Linked DNA regions of Mus musculus: all the other regions are linked to region 5. Evidence: chromatin contacts called from public Hi-C and HiChIP or PLAC-seq data. All regions are on one chromosome and are shown on one strand. The core of a region is the stretch at or near the end of the contact, and the rest is flanking DNA. Distances in the headings are between cores, read along the strand shown.

The links. A called contact is a pair of places that touch in the nucleus more often than the background predicts. HiChIP or PLAC-seq counts read pairs in DNA pulled down with a chosen protein or histone mark.
Region 1: a contact with region 5 is called in a FOXA1 HiChIP or PLAC-seq map of pancreatic cancer cells. The contact joins the enhancer-like site here to the promoter of Hlx in region 5. A contact is called at or near these places in 5 of 39 promoter capture datasets (the 3T3-L1 cell line, hippocampal neurons, liver and 1 more) and 8 of 115 datasets of contacts at active chromatin or transcription factors (the NIH/3T3 cell line, astrocytes, bone marrow-derived macrophages and 5 more).
Region 2: a FOXA1 HiChIP or PLAC-seq map of pancreatic cancer cells shows a contact between it and region 5. The contact joins the enhancer-like site here to the promoter of Hlx in region 5. A contact is called at or near these places in 7 of 39 promoter capture datasets (the 3T3-L1 cell line, 3T3-L1-derived adipocytes, hippocampal neurons and 3 more), 4 of 115 datasets of contacts at active chromatin or transcription factors (the NIH/3T3 cell line, craniofacial prominence, embryonic forebrain and 1 more) and 2 of 9 other capture datasets (liver and pancreatic islet).
Region 3: a Hi-C map of muscle stem cells shows a contact between it and region 5, with 4 times the contacts expected there. The contact joins the enhancer-like site here to the promoter of Hlx in region 5. A contact is called at or near these places in 4 of 39 promoter capture datasets (the 3T3-L1 cell line, the C10 cell line and hippocampal neurons), 1 of 15 datasets of contacts at CTCF or cohesin (the NIH/3T3 cell line), 2 of 484 Hi-C or Micro-C datasets (muscle stem cells and ventricular fibroblasts), 6 of 115 datasets of contacts at active chromatin or transcription factors (the NIH/3T3 cell line, astrocytes, embryonic forebrain and 3 more) and 3 of 9 other capture datasets (adipose tissue, embryonic stem cells and liver).
Region 4: a contact with region 5 is called in a FOXA1 HiChIP or PLAC-seq map of pancreatic cancer cells. The contact joins the enhancer-like site here to the promoter of Hlx in region 5. A contact is called at or near these places in 2 of 39 promoter capture datasets (the 3T3-L1 cell line and liver), 1 of 484 Hi-C or Micro-C datasets (embryonic fibroblasts) and 3 of 115 datasets of contacts at active chromatin or transcription factors (embryonic limb bud, pancreatic cancer cells and pro-B cells).
Region 6: a contact with region 5 is called in a FOXA1 HiChIP or PLAC-seq map of pancreatic cancer cells. The contact joins the enhancer-like site here to the promoter of Hlx in region 5. A contact is called at or near these places in 2 of 39 promoter capture datasets (hippocampal neurons and pre-B cells), 1 of 15 datasets of contacts at CTCF or cohesin (pro-B cells) and 5 of 115 datasets of contacts at active chromatin or transcription factors (the NIH/3T3 cell line, embryonic forebrain, forebrain and 2 more).
Region 7: a contact with region 5 is called in a FOXA1 HiChIP or PLAC-seq map of pancreatic cancer cells. The contact joins the enhancer-like site here to the promoter of Hlx in region 5. A contact is called at or near these places in 3 of 39 promoter capture datasets (the 3T3-L1 cell line, the SN4741 cell line and hippocampal neurons), 1 of 484 Hi-C or Micro-C datasets (embryonic fibroblasts) and 5 of 115 datasets of contacts at active chromatin or transcription factors (the NIH/3T3 cell line, forebrain, large pre-B cells and 2 more).

The regions. Positions count from the first base shown.
Region 1 is chr1:183,787,643-183,790,342 of GRCm38.p6, forward strand. The region is part of intron 2 of Gm34068 (predicted gene, 34068); the gene reads left to right. Among named protein-coding and RNA genes, the nearest start is that of Gm34068, 40 kb to the left of the region's middle. Within about 2 kb of position 1,274, at least 19 of the 459 cell types and tissues checked have an H3K27ac peak or open chromatin away from gene starts, as enhancers often do. A contact at or near this core is called in pancreatic cancer cells and stem cell-derived neural progenitor cells, where this site is marked.
Region 2 is chr1:183,904,250-183,906,949 of GRCm38.p6, forward strand. No RefSeq gene overlaps it. Among named protein-coding and RNA genes, the nearest start is that of Gm34130, 32 kb to the right of the region's middle. Within about 2 kb of position 1,327, at least 109 of the 459 cell types and tissues checked have an H3K27ac peak or open chromatin away from gene starts, as enhancers often do. A contact at or near this core is called in 3T3-L1-derived adipocytes, the NIH/3T3 cell line and pancreatic cancer cells, where this site is marked.
Region 3 is chr1:184,075,727-184,078,426 of GRCm38.p6, forward strand. No RefSeq gene overlaps it. Among named protein-coding and RNA genes, the nearest start is that of Dusp10, 43 kb to the left of the region's middle. Within about 2 kb of position 1,290, at least 75 of the 459 cell types and tissues checked have an H3K27ac peak or open chromatin away from gene starts, as enhancers often do. A contact at or near this core is called in the NIH/3T3 cell line, adipose tissue, astrocytes and 3 more, where this site is marked.
Region 4 is chr1:183,929,447-183,932,146 of GRCm38.p6, forward strand. No RefSeq gene overlaps it. Among named protein-coding and RNA genes, the nearest start is that of Gm34130, 6.5 kb to the right of the region's middle. Within about 2 kb of position 1,300, at least 17 of the 459 cell types and tissues checked have an H3K27ac peak or open chromatin away from gene starts, as enhancers often do. A contact at or near this core is called in pancreatic cancer cells, where this site is marked.
Region 5 is chr1:184,731,236-184,733,935 of GRCm38.p6, forward strand. Hlx (H2.0-like homeobox) reads right to left here and starts at 1,258. Exons shown (of 4, transcript NM_008250.2): 1 at 324-1,258. The coding sequence starts at 906.
Region 6 is chr1:183,863,844-183,866,543 of GRCm38.p6, forward strand. No RefSeq gene overlaps it. Among named protein-coding and RNA genes, the nearest start is that of Gm34130, 72 kb to the right of the region's middle. Within about 2 kb of position 1,393, at least 34 of the 459 cell types and tissues checked have an H3K27ac peak or open chromatin away from gene starts, as enhancers often do. A contact at or near this core is called in the NIH/3T3 cell line and pancreatic cancer cells, where this site is marked.
Region 7 is chr1:183,760,514-183,763,213 of GRCm38.p6, forward strand. All of the region lies in intron 1 of Gm34068 (predicted gene, 34068), which reads left to right. Among named protein-coding and RNA genes, the nearest start is that of Gm34068, 13 kb to the left of the region's middle. Within about 2 kb of position 1,283, at least 5 of the 459 cell types and tissues checked have an H3K27ac peak or open chromatin away from gene starts, as enhancers often do. A contact at or near this core is called in pancreatic cancer cells, where this site is marked.

The sequences.
Region 1 (2,700 bases), core at 24-2,523, 940 kb before region 5:
GGTGATTGTAAGGGCTATATAAGATTGCAGCTAGGTGTCATTTCTTTTTCTTTTGGAATAGCTAGGATCAATTTAGATTCACTCAAATGAAGGAAAGCTAAGGGGACAATTGAACAGCACAACACTGCTTACAAGTCTGGACTCTACTTCATGGGGTTGGATCATCCCAGCAATTGTGCACTAGAGGAAATGTGGAGTGGCAGAGCACCCTCTCCCCAGATACTTCTCTAAAGGGGTTGGCATGCTGATGGGTCATGTCCCTGGTGCAAGAGTCAGTGCATGCTAAGATAGTTAACAAGTAGTGGCGCTCCCTTAATTTCCCTTGGAGCAGGCAGGAAGGTCAAGGATCAAGGTGAGAAACCCTAGTAATCTCATTTGTTTGTTTGTTTGTTTGTTTGTTTGTCTCTCTTGCTATTCCTACCATTGGACCAGTCTTGCTTTGTCCTTGATCCACAACTGTTCTTGAGGAAGTTACTTTGAATTACATCCAGATCTGACAACAGCAGACCAAAGAAACCTTGTTCCATCCAGGTTCATATTAGTGAACAATGAGTTTATTAGAATTACCTACCAGGGTGACTCTGATCTCAGTACTGGTGATGACTCGTGGAAGCTATACCACTGGTATCTTCCATGCAACTTACAGGCAGGGCTACCCCCAAAGCTTCTGATTGTCTTAGCAATTACTTACTGATTTTTGGTAAGGGGCTTTAAGGGTCTTGTGAATTTTGAGTTTCCCAGATCTTGTAAACTTGTGAGTTCCCAGATCCTCTGACCCTTTTCCTCTCTCTAGGAGGGGATGTTTCAACCTATAGAAAATAGGTACATGATATTACTACATGGCATTGACAGAGTCAGCACATCTGGAATAAAGCTTTCAGCTTAAAACAGGAAAGAAGGATGGTGAGGGTCTGTTCTCATCAGGACTTCTGCCTTGACACATGGCCAATCCACCTTACCAGAGTGCTCCTGAATGACTCCAAGGCATAGGCTATGCTTACAGAGTGTTTCTTTGTCAGAAGGCATAGCTTCCTCAGGAAGGCTAAAAAGCTGATGTTTATTCTCCTCCTTACAGCCTTCTGGTCACACCCTCCTTGCTGGTAGTGTTATGTCCTCTACTTAACAGAAGTGGAGATCATCACTTAGAAAGGTAAAGTATCTCACCCCAGATTTTGTTCTGAGGGTTTTCAAGCCAGGGTTAGATTAGGGTCTGCCAACAGTTGTGTACTGAAAATGACTTGCACTTGGGAGTCAACAAATGTCATTGTCTCTTTCCAACCCAGTGCAGAGTGTTGAAATTGTGAAATGAGTCATGATGGGAGTATTCACACCATGGTAATGAACATGAGTCGCAAACCAGAGCTTCTGTACCCACACTGGAGAATTAAACATTAACATAATAACAAAACAGACAAAAACCCAGTTATGTGACTTTAATGTCCACATTCTTTTCATTGTCCCATGTTTCTTTGAAAGGGCTTGAAAGAGTTTGGTTTATACAAATTGGATCATTTGGATTGCATGTATTATTTATAAGACTAGACACTTGTCTTACTGTGGGCTGCATTCTAACACTAACCAGTCAAAAGAGGAAACGCATAGTACAGAACACTCTTTTGTAATCAGGCTCTACTTGACATTCTCTCTCTCTCTCTCTCTCTCTCTCTCTCTGTATATATATATATATATATATATATATATATATATATATATATATATATCCTACAGAAGTAAAGAGGGAGCATGTCTGGATGATTGAATATTCCCAATTCACACTGCGTTAATGTAGGGCTTTGGGCATCAATTTTACATGCATAGAGCAAAAGAACCCATCCATGCACAGTCATGGAGTCTAGAGAGATACCATGAGGTCAATTTTTGAATCAAGTCACTACTTACAAGTCTCAGTGCAAGTTCTTTAACTTTTCTATGCTTCAGTTTCTACATCTGTCATACAATTGTATTATCCTTGAAGTAAAGAATAGGAAGAGATGGTAAATATATTAAAGACATGTAACTTTGCAGTTTTATTAACAACACAGTAAATACTCAGCGAACAGTGGCTTTTAAATGTGGATTTGTAACAACCTAAACCCACCTGTGCCTGAAAACTACATGCTAATATATCCTGGTATTTAATAACATATTTATTTATCTCACTGAACCATATCTGAATTCTAGGACAATGTGACATTTGTGCTGGGTATAGTAAGAAGGGAAAAGAAGGAAATTCTGAAGCTCAGTTCAAATTGCAATAGTCGGCCAGGCTTATGCATAGTCCTTGAGTTTTCACCTTCATTTCTCCCCTCTCTAAAGTAGAACTAAGTAATATCATTTAGCTTATATATTGCCAGACTTAACTGTGACTTCTAGGAACATGCTTGAAATGTATCTTTATAGATAACTCAGTTTTTATCATGGCTAAAAACATCAGCAGATATTTTATTACTGCTGGGATGGAGTTTTAGAAGTCTGAAGTTTTGATCTACACACTCTAGAGATAAACATATTTTTTTTTAAGTCAACTGGGCTGGGAGGAGAGTGTTAAATATTGAAGTTGGGAAGAATCTAAGGAAGCCTTCCTGACCTGAGGAAGAGATGGTTGGAGGCTAGCAGACTCACTCCAAAAGAAACAAAAGAGAATGCTGATAAGGGGTTATATTATAAAACAAGGGAAGAAAAGCAACTTGAACCCATGGA
Region 2 (2,700 bases), core at 77-2,576, 830 kb before region 5:
GTTTTGTTTTTAGAGACATGTTTTCTCTGTGTAGCCCTGGCTGTCCTGTAACTCACTCTGCAGACCAGGCTGGCCTTGAACTCAGAAATCTGCCTGCCTCTGCCTCCCGGGTGCTGGGATTCAAGGTGTGCGCCACCACTGCCTGGCAAGAAACCCTTCCTTAGGTCACTGTGTCCCTGGTATTTCAGTGCAGTAACAGAAACATAACTAACACCGAGAATGATACAGAAACTCTGGAAAGCCAAAGAAGGTCATGCTGGAACCTGGGTTATCGGAGGAACATTGGCAGAATAGTGAGTTCAAGGACATGTTGTGGGAAGACCTTTGAGAGAAGATCTGCACAGGAGCGTGGAGAGCCCAGAACACACGAGGTGTTGAATAAAACCAAGGCTTTCGTTCAAAGCTCTTTCTAAAGAGATTCAAAGCTCGGTTAGAGTAAAGTGTGGAAAATCTCTCTCCCTTGGGAACTGAAGATCGGAGGCCACCATGCAGTAAGTATTGAGCAAGCACCTGCCATGTGGTTAGTGCAGTGTGGGATGCCGTGGTGCTCCAGCTGTCGGTAGAAGCAGGTGCTTTTGAAGGAAGCATATGATTCTATTAGAGAAATGGGACTGTCACTTACAATTGACAGAAATATGAATGAGCAGCACATGTAGCCTTAGAGATTGTGCACATTAAACTGTGCAAAGAGAATGGACTCACTCTTGGGCAAGAAACCAGACAGCACCTATCCAAAGACTGTGTTAAAGCATTTCCCCAACTCTACTGCCCCACTTTTCAGGACAGCACATCCCAACCTGTTTGTAGTGTAGGCATTAATTTACTTAGCCAAACAAATTTCCACCTTAGTTGAATTACTTCTTTGAGACAAGCAGTGAGGGGGAAGAGCCTTACCCAGTAACATATCAGGGATCCAGAATGGACAAGCCCTCGCCTAGCAAAGACAGAACACTGGAATCAGTGAGATGGAATGGGTGGACATCTGAGATGCTATTGTCCTTAGGCAGCTGAGTAGCCGTCCTTGAACTTCTGTAAGCACAGCCTTACCTGCCACACATACCTCTGGACTAAACTCATGGTACATTCTCTGCTTCTGATACACTGACCTGAGTCTTATGCTATGTGCTTCGCAAGTGAGGGGCACAGAGATGGGTCTAGTGTGGACACCTCTCACCCCACGCTCAGCCCCAGATTCCCTTTTCAGGCAGAGGGAAGCTTGGGCTGAGTCATCTCAGTGATGAATGTTGTAGTCACTCTAGGGAGGTGTCCCCAGCTGCCCTGCTGGAGGGCAACCAAGTGAGTAACCCTGCTGATATCACATGGTACTGGAATGGCGCTGGCTTGTGGCTGTGCCAAGCTCATGGCCATGAACGAGGCTGTTCAGTGAACTCTCACACCCCAGAGGGGGTTAGGGTTCTGCCTTGGGGGATCTTATAGATCCAGCAGCTTGCAGAAGAGTTGCTTATGACCCAGTAGAAACTGACGGTGACACAGTAAGACAGTTCCCAGAGAAATTTAGGGGAAAGAAAAAATGCTGCCTGGGAATTTCTACTCCTCTCCCTAGACAATTGCCCTTTTCCCCACATTTCCTTGACCTCCTTAACACAGCTGTGGCTGACGTAGAAGTGCCAGCAGCGTTCCTACCCAGAGCAGAGTGGGGAAATAACAGGCTTAGATTGATGAAAAGTCTCTGCATCACGTGACCAGAACTCTCCCTCCATGTTGGTCCCAGGTACTGGATTCTGAATGCTCTGTATAGGAGATGCAGCCCCCGTGCTGTAAGCAGGCTCACTCCGAGGGAACTTTATTTCCATCTCTTGTATTAGTGATAGTGACATTTGGTTATTTGCTCTGGTCTTCAGACTGTTCTATCAACTCGATCTTCCATGTCATGAAACTCTCGCTCACGTTTCCGAATCTTCTATATGCTCACGTGCTTTTCCTTCTTCTTTTCTCCTTTCTCCACCTCTCCATTCTTTCTCCCTTTCCCAAGTTAGAAATTTTATTGACATTATTTTAATAGAGGCTTGAGCATGAGGAGTAACGGAGGTGCTAAGAGGAAAGTCAGGCATGTTTTCTTTCATTAGCCACCACATGGAATAGTCTGTGTGTACTCCTCTCTCTGTGTGTGTCCTCCTTCACACCATTATTTCCCATAGCCTTTGTATGGTTAAGGGATCAGGTTAGAACCAGAATTTTTATGCTAAGAGACAGGCATCAGTAGGAGGTCATAGGAGATCACTTGTCCCAGTGTTCTGTCAGGTAGCAGCCTAGAGGTTGCCATTTCCATCATAAGGTCATTCTCATCTCTAGTGTTACCTGTAAAGGCCAAGACTGTCCTGGCTCAGAGGTTGGGGAGTGGGAAGCAGGAAGCCCTGGGTGTTAGAGGGACGATACATTAGGATGTGTTTTGGTAAACATGGCTTTGACTTTGTAAAGTCAAAAATAAGGAAAGTCCCTTTCCTTGTTTCCTTTTTTGTTTTGTTTTTTGGGGGGACATGGTTTCTCTGTATATCCCTGGCTGTCCTGGAACTCACTCTGTAGACCAGGCTGGCCTCGAACTCAGAAATCTGCCTGCCTCTGCCTCCCACGTGCTGGGATTAAAGGTGTGCACCACCACGCCCAGCCTCCTCGTTTCCTTTTTCAACCATTTCAACCATTTTAACCATAAATCCTCCTGTATGTTCTGGACAGCTTATT
Region 3 (2,700 bases), core at 40-2,539, 660 kb before region 5:
AGGGACCGCTCACGGAGGGAGGCTAAGGATCCCAGCACTGATGCGGTCCTCTGCTTCCTCCCCATCCTCTTTCTATGAGACAGCAGACTCATGATTGAGCAGCTTCCGCCAGACCTGATAACCAAATCACAGCCAAGCCGAGGATTTAGAATATACAGTTGTCTCCCTGGTAACTACATGTAAATATCAGTGACAATCTGCCTTGTATGGTTTTCACAGTCCCGTCTCAATTGACACTAGCTCACATGACACTTTTTAGGGACATTCACCCTATAGTAACAATAGTACAAGCTGCAAAAGATGTACTCTTCCAGTGTTTTTCCCAGTCAGTAGAAATCAGCTCTGTGTGCACACGGACTTTGACAGTGCTGGCTATTCAGCCCACAGACAGTTGGAAGTGGTGTGGGAAGGATATATAATCCTACGGTTTTGTACGTTTTATTAGAGAATATGTATCTAGAGGGACTTAGCCACTGGGAAGATTTGTAGTGCCCCAAAGTTTGCCTGGTGCGAGTAAGCGCTGAAGAATTCTGGCATGTCTGGCTCCCAGTGACTACATTTGACATAAATATTTTTGTGAACATTTGCTTACAAATGTTACACCAGAAATATTTTGACATTGATTTCTTTATTCAAATAGCTTGCCTGCCAAGAGTCATTTAAATTTTTCTTTCATTAGAAAAGTGGAAATTGAACATAATAGGAACTGAGAGCTAGCTGGAATTACGTTAGTCTGATATAGAATATGAAGTAGTCAAAAAGTAAATCTCTTTTTTTGGCATTTCCGTACTGTCAACAGTCTTTTTGTTTTGTTTTGTTTCTGTCAACTAGAGCAAACTGAAAGAGTCTGATACACAGTGACTTGGGATGCCTGGCAGGCTTGTCATTTTCTAAGTCTAAAAGTTGGAGTCCTGGTGGGGTATAAAATTCTCTCTCTCTCTCTCCCCTCCCTCCTCTTCTTTCTCTTTGCTTTTTTATCATGTCTTCTGCAAACGAAGGGAAGGACTCAATAGCTACATGGACATGATTTGTGTGTTTGGAAGTTTATGAGCTTAGAGGAGAAGGTCTGCCTTGGGGCAACAGGAATCCTGCCAACCAGCATACCAAGAATTCTGAGAGGGACTCCAGTCTTTTCTCCTAATCTGCTCTGAGTCACTTCACCTTCGTTTCTTCTTGAGGAATGTTAATCACTTCATGAACCCACTGGATCAGCAGAGCCAAGGCTCTGGAAAGCAGAGTCCCCAGCATTCTGAGCCTCTCACTAGCTGCCTGCAACCTTCAGGATGGGGTTGGGAAGTGACTGTGTCTTCTGAGAATGCACAGTCTATCCACCTCAAGAGTCATCCCCAGGGCCTGTGCTGAAGGAATGCAGTGAGCTGGTGGAATGAATCCAGAGTCTATCTAATGCCCAGTAGAGTAGGCGTCACTGCCTTGGTCTGAACAGAACAACAACTCCAGATTGTCCACATTTATTTCAATAGCTGATAGTTGCTTTTCCAGTGTCAATGAGTCTAGACAGCTTAGTTCACAGATGAGCTCCTGCTGGTGACATTTGGACCAAGGTAGATGGAGTGGAGAGCGAGGACGGAAGCTGACAAGAACGTGTATGCAAAATAATAGAGGAAACATTCTTAGGCTGCAGCCATCACTGATTTCTACTGACTGGGAAAAACACTGGAAGAGTACATCTTTTGCAGCTTGGACTATTGTTACTATAGTGTGAATGTCCCTAAAAAGTGTCATGTGAGCTAGTGTCAATTGAGACGGGACTGTGTGGGCAACAAATGAGAGATGACCCAGAAAAGCTAAAGAGAATAAACAGGGGGAAATGGGAAAGTAGAGTAACGAGAGAATGAGTACTCGTGTTGAATTGGGATCCAAATCATCTGAAAACTGAGACATAGAGAAGCAGTGTTGATCTCTTTGGGTCTTCTGAGGGGTAAGCATGGTGAGCCAAACAAAGATCAGACTGTCTTAACTTTCACCTTATTTGAAACCTGTCTCTTGGACATGAACTATAGAGATACATGTGGAATTATTTCTAACCTCAAATCTCAGCTGTTCTGGGGCAGGGCACAGTAGAAGATATCGAAGCTCTGGTACTCCAAAGAATGAGGAATAGCATATTCTAGAACTATAGTGGTGCCAGTTTTACCCACCTGCCCTTTGGAGGCAGCAGGGACTGACAGCCATATTGTCAGTTGTTCCTGATTTCTGTCTCTGGTTACCTTCATCAATGGTGTGAAATAACCAGGCTTTGGAAACATTGGAAGACTCACTGGCAGAGTATTGCTTCTGTGTGACATGGCCTGAAAACTCTGTGTCAATAAGGCCATGGGAGAGAAAAGCTGCACATGAAATAGAGGGGTGTAAAGATGAAATTACAAAGGTGCTGATCATGTGACTGGACGGTTGAGGAGGAGAACAGGGGAGAGCGTAAGAGCTGAGCTCATGGCTCCTGCTAAGTCAAGGTAAGTCACAGGGTCAAGGCAAAAGCATGCTCACTATAATTCTCCCCATTGCCCTTCTAAAATGGGATGGCTGCTATTTGTCTTTGTTTGTTTGTTTCCCCCACAACTTGATGCAAATTTCCTCTCAGACTTAGTAACCCAATGTGAAACAGGCAAGGGAAATGTGGGAAAGGCAGTTCATGTCTAGGATGATTTTGTCATCGACGTCATCGCGTTTGGAACCTCCCTT
Region 4 (2,700 bases), core at 50-2,549, 800 kb before region 5:
TCTTCTCTCCCACTGTTTTTTTTTTTAAATATATTTTTAATGTGGATATCTAGGCTCTGCCCTAATACTTTTGACAAACTCTTACAGTGGTTCTCCTGTGAAAATTTGCAACCACTGATTTAAATTCTTAGTTTCAATGGGTCTCTGAAAGCCTACACAGACATGGCTGAGTTTTCATGGAGAAACCTGGGGTTTAAGTGTCCAATGCTTTTGTTTTCTTGGTTGTATTGATACTCTTGCTTGGCCTCCTTGTCATGACTCTTTGTAAGAACTCTCAAAAGCTGAGCGTGCCTAGGTGGGCTAACCAGATGGCCATGCTGTCTGTTTTCATTTGTGCAAGCAAATTCCCAAGTGCCCTCCCAAAATATGGTATATCTAAAGATGTGTTCATTGGAACAGTGCAACAGAGAAATCTGAGAATCAGGAAATACCAAATATTGAGAATTCATTAAACATCTTGAGGTGTAGCTCTCAAAGTAATGCTTTGTAGTTTTCAAATGATATTTGTACAGAAAATTGCATAGATAAGCTGTTTGTATAGTAAATACTTATAGAAGAATTTTAGTTGAATAAACACTATGTGACATTTTTGCATATAGTATTACAACAACTTAAAATATGCATGCACACGGTGGAACTAACATCATTAAAATGTTAGCTGTGCTTTTTCTTTGGGTATAGGAATTTTTAAATCTCTTAACGTAATTTTTTATATTTTTACAAGATTATTATAAGGTCTGGACCCCCACAATGTTTGTATTCAAATGTCAAGGGATAGTCAGTAAATTTTACATGGATACCATGGGAATAAAATGAGGTAAGAAATAGAAGACACCTACCCCAAAACAATAAGCAGGTAAGCATTGTTGTTTTGGTTATGACCATTCAATTTCTGGGAAGCAGTAATAAACTTTTAATTTATAAATTATTCAAGGGCAGATCATATCGTCTGCATAAACAGTTGATAACTACATGCCAAGTTAGCACACTGCCCAGCCAGTTCTTCTTCAAACAATGATGTCAGCCCATGGAGAACCTTGATGAATTCTAGACTGTACTTCAGAGGGGAAGTATGTCAACCTCCTTATGCTCGATGGTTTCTTATCAATTGTTAAACATTAAACACTGGTGAACACATGAAGAGTCAGCCTGTGAGTGCGTGTCATTGCCTGGCCCTCCTCCCTAACTGGTCCAGGCCTGCCTGTAGTGATCATCTCTCAACACCTGGAACAGGAGTAGCATCTGGTACTGGATGAGCTCTGGCTGTCCTGCCTTCTCACTCCTCCTTGGCACTGGTGTGGGCCTGTGATGAGTATGGCCACTTTGGGAGATGACATTTGCCCCAGCCAGATGTCAGCTCTAATCTCGCTTCCTCTTCTTTCATGTCTCCCAAGGGGCATAATCCCAGTTGCTAAATATAGTGTGTGTCATCTTAAAATATATACCCTCTTTGGCCAGAGTTTTATTTTTCTCTCAAATGACATTACCAAACTTTCTATTAATAAAAATAAAGCTAGATGGCCAAACATGGCTGTCTACCCATTTATTGGAGGACGCCAGGGCTCAAGGTGTACAGATATGAGCTACACCTTGGCTTCTTTCTGGGAAAAGCTATGACATTCTGATAAAACCATATAAGGCCACATTGGTTTACATCTTCTTCTTGTCACCTTGCATAGAGTCATGGCACCTATGAAGAAGGATCTCCAGGAGATGGGCTGGGCCAGGTGGGTGTAATAGGGACCTTGTAATGCTGGCCAAGCTCCAGCTACACAGCATAACTGTCACTCCATATCTTCTTATTCTTACTGGCCAATGTACTACCAACTTTTCTTAATGCCAGAGAGATGCCACCACTGGGCAGTTTGATGGGTCGTGTAGTCTTGGGTCCTGTCCTCAGTCTGGCCATTCCCCAGAGAACACTCAGGGAAGAACTTGAGCCTCATCCCCACTGATCTCTGCCCATACCATCCAAGAACCTCTAAATAAACCCCCGATTACTCCACTCCTAAGAATAACCAGGTCGCATTGAAAGCTTACTCTGGGCCAGACACTTCAAACACATATGACTAATCATTACAAGGCCCTCCAAAGGCTGACAGCCATTGTTCTTTTTAACAGAGGCAGAGGTCATGCCTCAGATAGGTTGAAGAATAAGCTAATTCATCAGTCTCAGTCTAAAAAGAACTGGGATTCAAACACAGATTTGCTGGTCTCTAATTCTCCTAAATCACTTCACCTTCCTCACAATGAACTTTTTGCAAATATTTTCAAGGATATTCAATAATATGCTCTCTCCTCCAGGGAGAAAAGCTAGATGAAGGATGTGTCCTGCTTATCTAACCTGGGCTCATTCTGTGACCTTCCTGACCAGGACACGGATTTGCAGTCATCCCCCTGAAATGGAGAAAGAGTGTACTGTCACCTGAGCTGTCCTGCGAGAGATTATCCTCTGTGGGACTTAGGAGATCAAGCAAGTTTCTTAAGAGGGGAATTGAGACTGTGTAATCTCATTCTATACTAAAGTTTTCAAAGGCTGAGGAAACTTGATTCTAATATTAGTGTCTCACAGAGCTGCTGGCCAGAAGGGTGACAAATGGTCCCCATGGGATTACACCTGCATATCAGTCTCGAGTTAAAATATATATATATATATCCTCTCTGGAGAGGTTGACTAGCTGTGCACAGACTGAATAAGGA
Region 5 (2,700 bases), core at 8-2,507:
TGTCCCCACGCTGAGATTTCCTTGTCAGAAAGATCTAGGTCGTTCTGCAGATATTTCATTCAAAAGATGGATAATACACACTTTTGCAAAACTTTGCAGCAACCAGAGTATGGTCATCCGTTTCTATGCTGTTTAAGCAACACGAAGATATGTTTTTAAACATGGGATAGCTGACTTTTACATGTCACTAAGTTTTCCTTCATTTCGTTTTCTTCGCCCTCATTCTACCGTTCTGTCCTTAAAAATAAACGCACCCCAAATCCTCCTGACATCAGGCCCCTCATGGGTGGTGGTGAGGCCTGAGGCCTTCCAGCGATACGTACCTCTCAGAGTGTTGCCTTCCTTAACTTTTGGGTCAAATTCCGCAGACAAAATTCGATCGATACCAAATTTGAGGTCTTTGCTGGAGGGGGCAGGGGCGGAGCCGCTATGGTGGGGGACCACCCGCGTCCCCGAAGTCGGTGGCTGCAGGGAGACCGCCCGGGGTGGAGGCGGGGGCTGCTGCTGCGGTTGCTGTTGCTGCGTTGGTGATTGCTGCGGGAGATGCTGGTGGAAGGCGGCAGAGAGCGGAGACAGCCGCTGAGGGAAGCCAGCCGGGACTTCTGAGGGCGCCACCACCGGGGTGGGACGGAGCGGGGATCTGGCGGCAGCTTGGAAGGAGGCGTGCGGGTGCACGGAGCCCAAGTGTGCGGTGAGGGCTGCCGAGGCCCCCACCAGTCCCTCTGCAGCGGGCCCCGGCTCCCCGACGCCGGCGTGCAGGATGTCCGCGATGCAGAAAGAGGGTTTCTTGACAGCGGCTGGGTCCAGGGCGAAGGAGCAGCCGCCCGGGCCCGCCGAGGAGCAGTAGGCGGCTGACCAGAGACTAAAGTTGGAAGCATAGAAGGGAGCCAGGCCGGCTGCGAACATCCTGGCAGGATCCCGGCGGGGTCCTGGGTGAGTGGGGAAGTGGGTGGGCGCTCGGGCAGAGGCGGTGTCCCAGCCGAGCCCGAGCTGCTTTCGGTTCTTCGCCCGCCCTGAAGCGGAGGGCCAACCGGGGAGCCCTAGCGCCACCGAGGGACGAGGCGAGGGCCCGATCGCCGCCCGCCACGGCCTGGGCCCCTGGCTTGGCTTGAAAGGCGGCGCGGCGGGCGCGCTCCCCGCCGGGTGGATGGAGGCGATCGCCAGGCGCTGGGGCGACAAGGCGAGCGCGGCCTCGCTCTGCTACTCCGCAGAAGCCGGGGAGACAGGGACCCGACACCGAAAGAAAAACCCAAACAGCTAAGCCCTAAGAGCTAAATTTAAAACAACAATAATGATCCGTTAGTTTAAAAAAAAAAAAAAAAAAAAAAAAGGAAAAAAATTAAAAAAAAAAAAAAAACTCCTCTCTAAAAACTCCCAAAGTTTTGGCAGGAGCTTTCGAGTCAGACCCCGGGTAGGACCTTGATCCGTGCGCTCATTGGACGTCTTCGTGACCAATGGGACTCCGGAGTGGAGGGGAATTGGGAAAGAGGGGGGCGTGGCCGAGCTCGGCCACGCCCTGGCCACGCCAAAGTGTTTTCTGCGGCAGCGTGGGCTAAGCTGAGTACTGAGCGTCTCTGGGAGCCGCTTGGGGGTCGAGACTCCTCGGGCCTCTGGCTCTCCTCTGTCCCCTGCAGCTCGGGGACCCGCCAGCGGCAGAGCCTCGGAGCCGGTCTCCGGAATTTTCCTGGAGCTGCGGAGGAGGGGGATCACTGAGGCTCCCGTACTCTGCTGTAGTACACCCCCAACCTCCACCCCAGCAGACCACGCTGGCGGTCCGCAGGCTGTCCCTTCCGTATTCCGCTCTCATGCGACTTTCCTTCTCTCTGCTTTTACCCAGGTGCTTTTATCACAAGTCCTAGGTAAAGGCCCCATCCTCTCAGCGCCCCTACAGCCCAGAATCCCGACCCAAGTCTACTGTAATCCGCTGGTTTCTCAGCTCACCAGAGCTGCTCCAAGAAGCCAGGAGGAGGGCAGACCACAAATTAGTTTTATTCGGAGCTGTCATTCCAGTGACAACTTGAAAGAGTGACTTTTCAAACAAAAATAAGATAGATGGCTCCAAACGTCTCCCTTAGAAACAGCCAAACTTTTACCCTGAGCCTCGGAACCAACAAGGAGTGCAGCCCCAGAAGAGCGGCACGCGTGTCCCCTCTCTGCACCTTGTAGGAAGTGCTACCCTCCGCGGCCACCACATCCCCTGGTCACGTGAGGTCCTATGTTTTGCAAGTGCCAGGGAGCGGTTGCCTTTGAGATTAAATACCTACTTTTAATTCGGCTGCAGTTTTTCCAGGATCCGCTTTGGCCTGTTGGAGGGAGGCACTGTCCGAGCCTCCACAGCCAGCGCCTTCCATTCTTGCTAGGGTCTTTAGAACTCAGCCTAGGTGCACTGGGAATTTTCTGTCGCATCAACATCTCTATTTTAAGAATTCGTTCTCTTTTAAATTATAGTCAGAGTGGATTTCCCCGCCCCTCTCCCAAACAGACCACAGGCCACCTAGATGAACGGTTGTTGCACATTTCAGGAAGAAAATAAAATAATGACAATAACGAAACCACCAAATCTTTTGTTTTCGATTGTCCAAGTAAGTGTCTCCGGAATGATATTCCAAGGCAGGCTTATTTCCCCTCAGCAATAAGATACCAAAAACTGGAAGCCGTGAGGGAACTGCCAGGCTACTATCAGCTCAGGATTGGCGTGAG
Region 6 (2,700 bases), core at 143-2,642, 870 kb before region 5:
GTCCATGGGCCAATGTAATCTTGACAATCCCTCAATTGAGACTTAAGCTGTGCCACGTTGGCAGTTAAAGATAACTGGGAGACTACCTATCATCTTTCATCTGTCTATCATCTTTCATCTCTCTATTTTCACCATCATGATATAGTTACTCATCTATTTATAATCAAGCTATATCAAGCTATTTGGGGACTTAGAAAAGAGAATAAAAATAAGCAAACCAAAAAGGAATTACTGGTAACTCTCCCTGAGTATAATATTATAGCTGCTTTATACTTTCTTTGATGCCTTTACTGTAGTTCCCAAGGGCTAAGTGAGCATGCAATTTTGATCACAAAAGAGAAATCAAAATATATCATAAACTAAAGCAACATCTATGATCTTGTATAAGAATTTGATACATTTTATTAGGTTTTGTATGGTGTTTTTAGTCCCTTCAAATTTATGCTTAAGAGCATATGAGACATCTACATTCCTACAACTGCTGTTATGTTACACTTAAGCTTGAGAGGCCTGTTAAAATCTAAATCACTAGAGATGGGGTTAGGTAGTAGAGCAGGGTATATAATCCTAGCATGATTGTCATAGGCATGATCTGTTTATTTTTCACATATCATGAAGTGATCTTTAAAGCTCTTGAGTCAATTATAAGATTAGCTTTCTAGGTAAAGGGCAATAATTTATACCTTAGAGAAAACATTCTTGGCATTGAGGAAGGTCATATTTTATGATGTTTGGAACTTTATGTAGAAAAAGAAACATGATAGCTCTGTGTTTTAATTAAGATTTATTTTTCATTTAATTTGTGGAGTTGTCCATTGTTGTTGTAGAAGTTCTGGGCTTCTGAATCGGGAGTGCACGGACATGGGAGCTCTTCTTCCTATGGGGTTGTATACCATGTAGTAAAGATCTAAGGGAGCTTACTTAGTGCAGTGACATGCACAGGATACATCAAAGTGACATTAGATCTTAAAGAGGCCCTGCTAGATGAACCATTCTGGAACAAAAATATGTGGTCCTACTTGGTGTTGTGACTCTTAGGCTGGTAAAATTCCCAATAAGTGGTTTCCTGTCTGTTACCTCCACCTCCACCCCATCCCTAAGTGTGTGCTACATCTCATCAACTGAAACATTAGTCACATAAACTAGCCAGATCTAATGGCAAAACCCAGCATTAATTGGCAGAAGACATTTGGCCAATGTGGGAATCTCACCTTCAATATCGATCACTCCTCAGGGCAGAACAGGTAACCTCTCTACACCAACCCTACTAACTAGCTAATGGGTCCTACATGAATGCAGCCCAAACCACATATTAGATTGCTAGTCAGACTGGAATGTTCCTCAGTTGTAATCAGGAGCAGCGTTTGCAATTTGGGCTTATCCACATGATCCGTCTCTTATTATTACAGATCACAAAGAACCAACTGTATTCATAAGCATATGAACATTACTCACACAGGCTAGATTGTATGAGCAAGAAAAAACAAAGAAAAGAGTAAAATAAATGGAGCAAGGAGAGAGACACAAATGTGAGATTGTTGAACTGGACGGGATCTTGGAGAGAAACCCAGGCTTCTGAACTCAACATTTTATAGCTTGTCTTTATAACGAAGAAAGGAAGCAAAGAGTACTCAGCTCATTAGGGGTGGAGAAGGGGCCAGGGCATTTAACTCTTTATTTCTTCTAGCTCTTAGAAGTCTGCACACTATCTGAGTTGCCATTCTAACTCATGAGAGGGAAAGCAGCTACTGGGTGGGAGCTAAAAGAGAGAAGTGTGATCTTTGGTGGGGATGGAGATGAAGACCATGCCTGCTTTTTAATTTAAAGAGAGAACATGCTCTTCTGTTTTGCCTACTGTTAGCATTGGTGTGGCTCAGAATGACTGGGCATTCCAGTCTCACTTTCTCATATCCTCTTGGCCTCTAGATTGCCCGAGGCTGTGCGACTGCCCTGTGCTTATCTATGGCTTTAGTGAAGTCATGCTCTGCCACTACCTTCTGGTCATCCTTCCAACTCTCCCGGGACTCTGCTGAGGGCCTCCTGGGCTAAGACCTCATCTTCTCTGAAGACTGCTGTAACTAAGATGGTCTTGAATATTGTAAGTCAGAAGTCAGACCACATGGTCCAAGAAGAACAGTATCTAGTTCCTTATTCCCTCCCTTTTAGGAAAGCATGGTTAGTGTTTGAGATTCTCTCTCTCTCTCTCTCTCTCTCTCTCTCTCTCTCTCTCTCTCTCTCTTATATTAGAGGCCTGCTTGTGGTGGAACTCTTCTGTTTATAGAATATCTGTCTTGGAGGGTTTAGAAGTCTTCACATCAAAATTACGTAAGTCCTTCCCCAAACACGTCAGTGAACACTGAGTTTTGATGGCCAGGTTGATTTCTAAAATATCCTTGTAGGAATTTGAAAACCATCAGAGGCTTAATATTGTTTACATCGATATCTGTAGTGTGTCCCCAAGGTTTGTAGACACAACTTGTCAGTTCCTTATCTCCTCTAGGGTTCTAAATGCCTGTTCCTGGGTGTGCTTCAGCTACTGAGAGGCCACAGGAAGAAGAGAGCACAGCTCAGACCTTCATCTCTTTTCTAGGACCACTTCTACCCTGCCCCTCTGCCCATCGTCTGTTCATTATGTCTGGAAATGAGGGAGCTAGTCAACACAATCCCACTGTTTTCCAACCCACCCTTCACAGTGTTGTC
Region 7 (2,700 bases), core at 33-2,532, 970 kb before region 5:
TCACTTCTCTGGGAATTTTAAGCCTTTGACAACAACCTATCATGTACTAACACAGAACATACTAAAATGTTTTTTCTAAATATCTTTCTCATGTTGAATTATACTCTGAGGTATGTGTATATGTGTGCACACAAGTGAAGATGTAAGATGTGTCTATGTGTAAGCTTGTTTCATATGTGGTATTTTGGACAATGTGTATGCTAAGTGTGTATAAATGAACAGGACGGATATGGTTGAGCTTGTCCAAGTTGAGATATGCATATCTGTGGTCAAAGTATTTTATGCCATGTTGGAAGAAGTCACCCAATAAAATATTAGACAGATACAATGTCATCTCTATTTAAATTAAGACACCTTATGCATGGGATGTGGTGGTAAGTTGACTCTCTAGGCGACTGAAGAGGTTAGCCCTGATATATAGCAATTGCCAATAGCCATGGTGTAAATGCTTTCACCGCAGATAACTTCAAATTGTCAGTATGATATCACTAAGTATGGAGATCAGGGTTGGCTCATATGTGTCAGTAGGAACCTGACTAAACATGTAATTAACCACTATGAAGTCAAGTGTATAATGACATCAATAATTCTCACTTTTTGGAGGCTTTGAGAATATTTTCACACACACACACACACACACACACACACACACACACACGTGTGTGTTCCTTTCTCATGTATGACCACCAGGGAAACGCTGGTGTAATATGAATGAAGAGACTGTGTCTTTTAAGGAATAAAACATGAGACATATATAAGCACTGTTAAACCAGAATAAACTAGGACAGACTTCAACCATGGGTTAATATTGGACAAAGAACACACAAAGGAGGCTGCTTAAAAGGGTGGTTAGCTGGCCTAGCAAGGAAAACAGCCAGAAGAGATAGCCAAGGATATTAAAGACATAATTTTTCCTATGTCATAAATCTGCTATGGGTATGGGCTGCTCATAGATCATAGAACTTGCCATGCAGGGTTCATGTTCCATTACCCACTCTAATGGAGGAAAGCCGAACAGTGAAACTCATAACAATGTTCGGCTCTGAAAGGAACATGCAATTGGATCTGAAGAGAAGGTTGGTCTTCTTGTCCCATGGGTGGCTTACCTGCTTTCTCGGGAGTGTTGAGAACACACCCATGACAAAGCATCTTGTTAGGAATCAAGAGAAACCATGGGCCAAGTTCAATCCCCTTTGTGTGCTTGAGTGTAGGGTTACTGCGGGGTAGTTAGCTCCCCATGAGAACGTTGGCAGTCTCACTCAAGAATCAGTTCTAAGTTTGAGGTGGTGACTCAGTGGGTGATGTATTTGCTGTACAAACATGGGGGTGTGAATTCATATTCCCAGCATCCATGGAGAAGCTGAAGCTTGGCATGGTGGCACATGTCTGCAAATGAACTGGGGAGGGGACAGGCAGATCCTGTGGCTCAGGTTCAATGAGAGGCCATGTCTCAAGAAAATAAGATGGAAAAAATTAGAAGAAACCATGTAAGCTGACTTCTGTCCTCCATATGTGAAATTATGAACACACACACACACAAACACTCACAGACACACATATGCACAGGCACACACAGGCATGCACACATGTACACAACACAAATTCCTTTTTTTTTTTGAGACAGGGTTTCTCTGTGTAGCCCTGGCTGTCCTGGAACTCACTCTGTAGACCAGGCTGGCCTTGAACTCAGAAATCCGCCTGCCTCTGCCTCCCAAGTGCTGGGATTAAAGGCATGCACCACCACTGCCAGGCCACACATGAGTTCTAATGAAAGGTTTGAAATAAATCTTGTCTTAGAAATAAAAACGTCTTTTTCTAAGAAAAACATATTTAATTCATTTGTAGGGTTTAGAGGTTCTCTCCCCTACCCCCAACCCTGTGTGTGTGTGTGCACGCGCACACACGCACACGCGCACAGGTGTACAGCTTCAGTTGCTGCTGACTATAAGAGAAATCAATATCTGGCCACTGGCAGTTGTGGACTGTTACAGCTTGGTGACAGCTGATATATTGGTACTTGGCAATGAGAAGAAAGGCTGGTATGCATGCTATCAATTTTTAGAGCTTATTTTATCTATGCCAATACCAGTGACCCAACATTCCATTTATCATTCTTGCTCGTGGAAGAAACAGTTGATAAAGGACAATAACTTTTAGCCTATATAATTCATATACTTTTCCATGTACCAGTTGTGGGATAGAGAAATAGAAATATAAAGTTCTCTTGGAGGTTGGGTGTATGGGACATACTTGGCGATGCATTTCTGTTGGAAGAGGACTTGCCTACCATACACAAAGCCACAGGTCCAGTCCCTAAGCAGTGCATAAACTGGGTGTGGGCCCACACTTGTAATCCTAGCACTTGGGGGACAGAGGCAGAAAGACCAGAAGATCAGGGTTATTCTTCAGCTACACAGTGAGCTTGAGAGACATTGCCCAGCTTGACATACAGGAGATTGTTTCCAAAGGAAAGAAATCCTTTAGTTCCGAGGCCTGAGCTCCCAAAAGCCTAAGCAGTGAGTGGCTTCAGCTTTTCCTTCCGTGTGTGGCATCTACTTGTTCATGTTTGCCTGCCTTCAACACCACTTCTGGGCTGTATTACCTCACCAAGAGATGAATGCACCGCTATCTTTCTTGGTAATGAGAATAATCTTGATATCTAGTACCCCAAAGCAGGGTGCTGTTCACACTTGGCTGAGG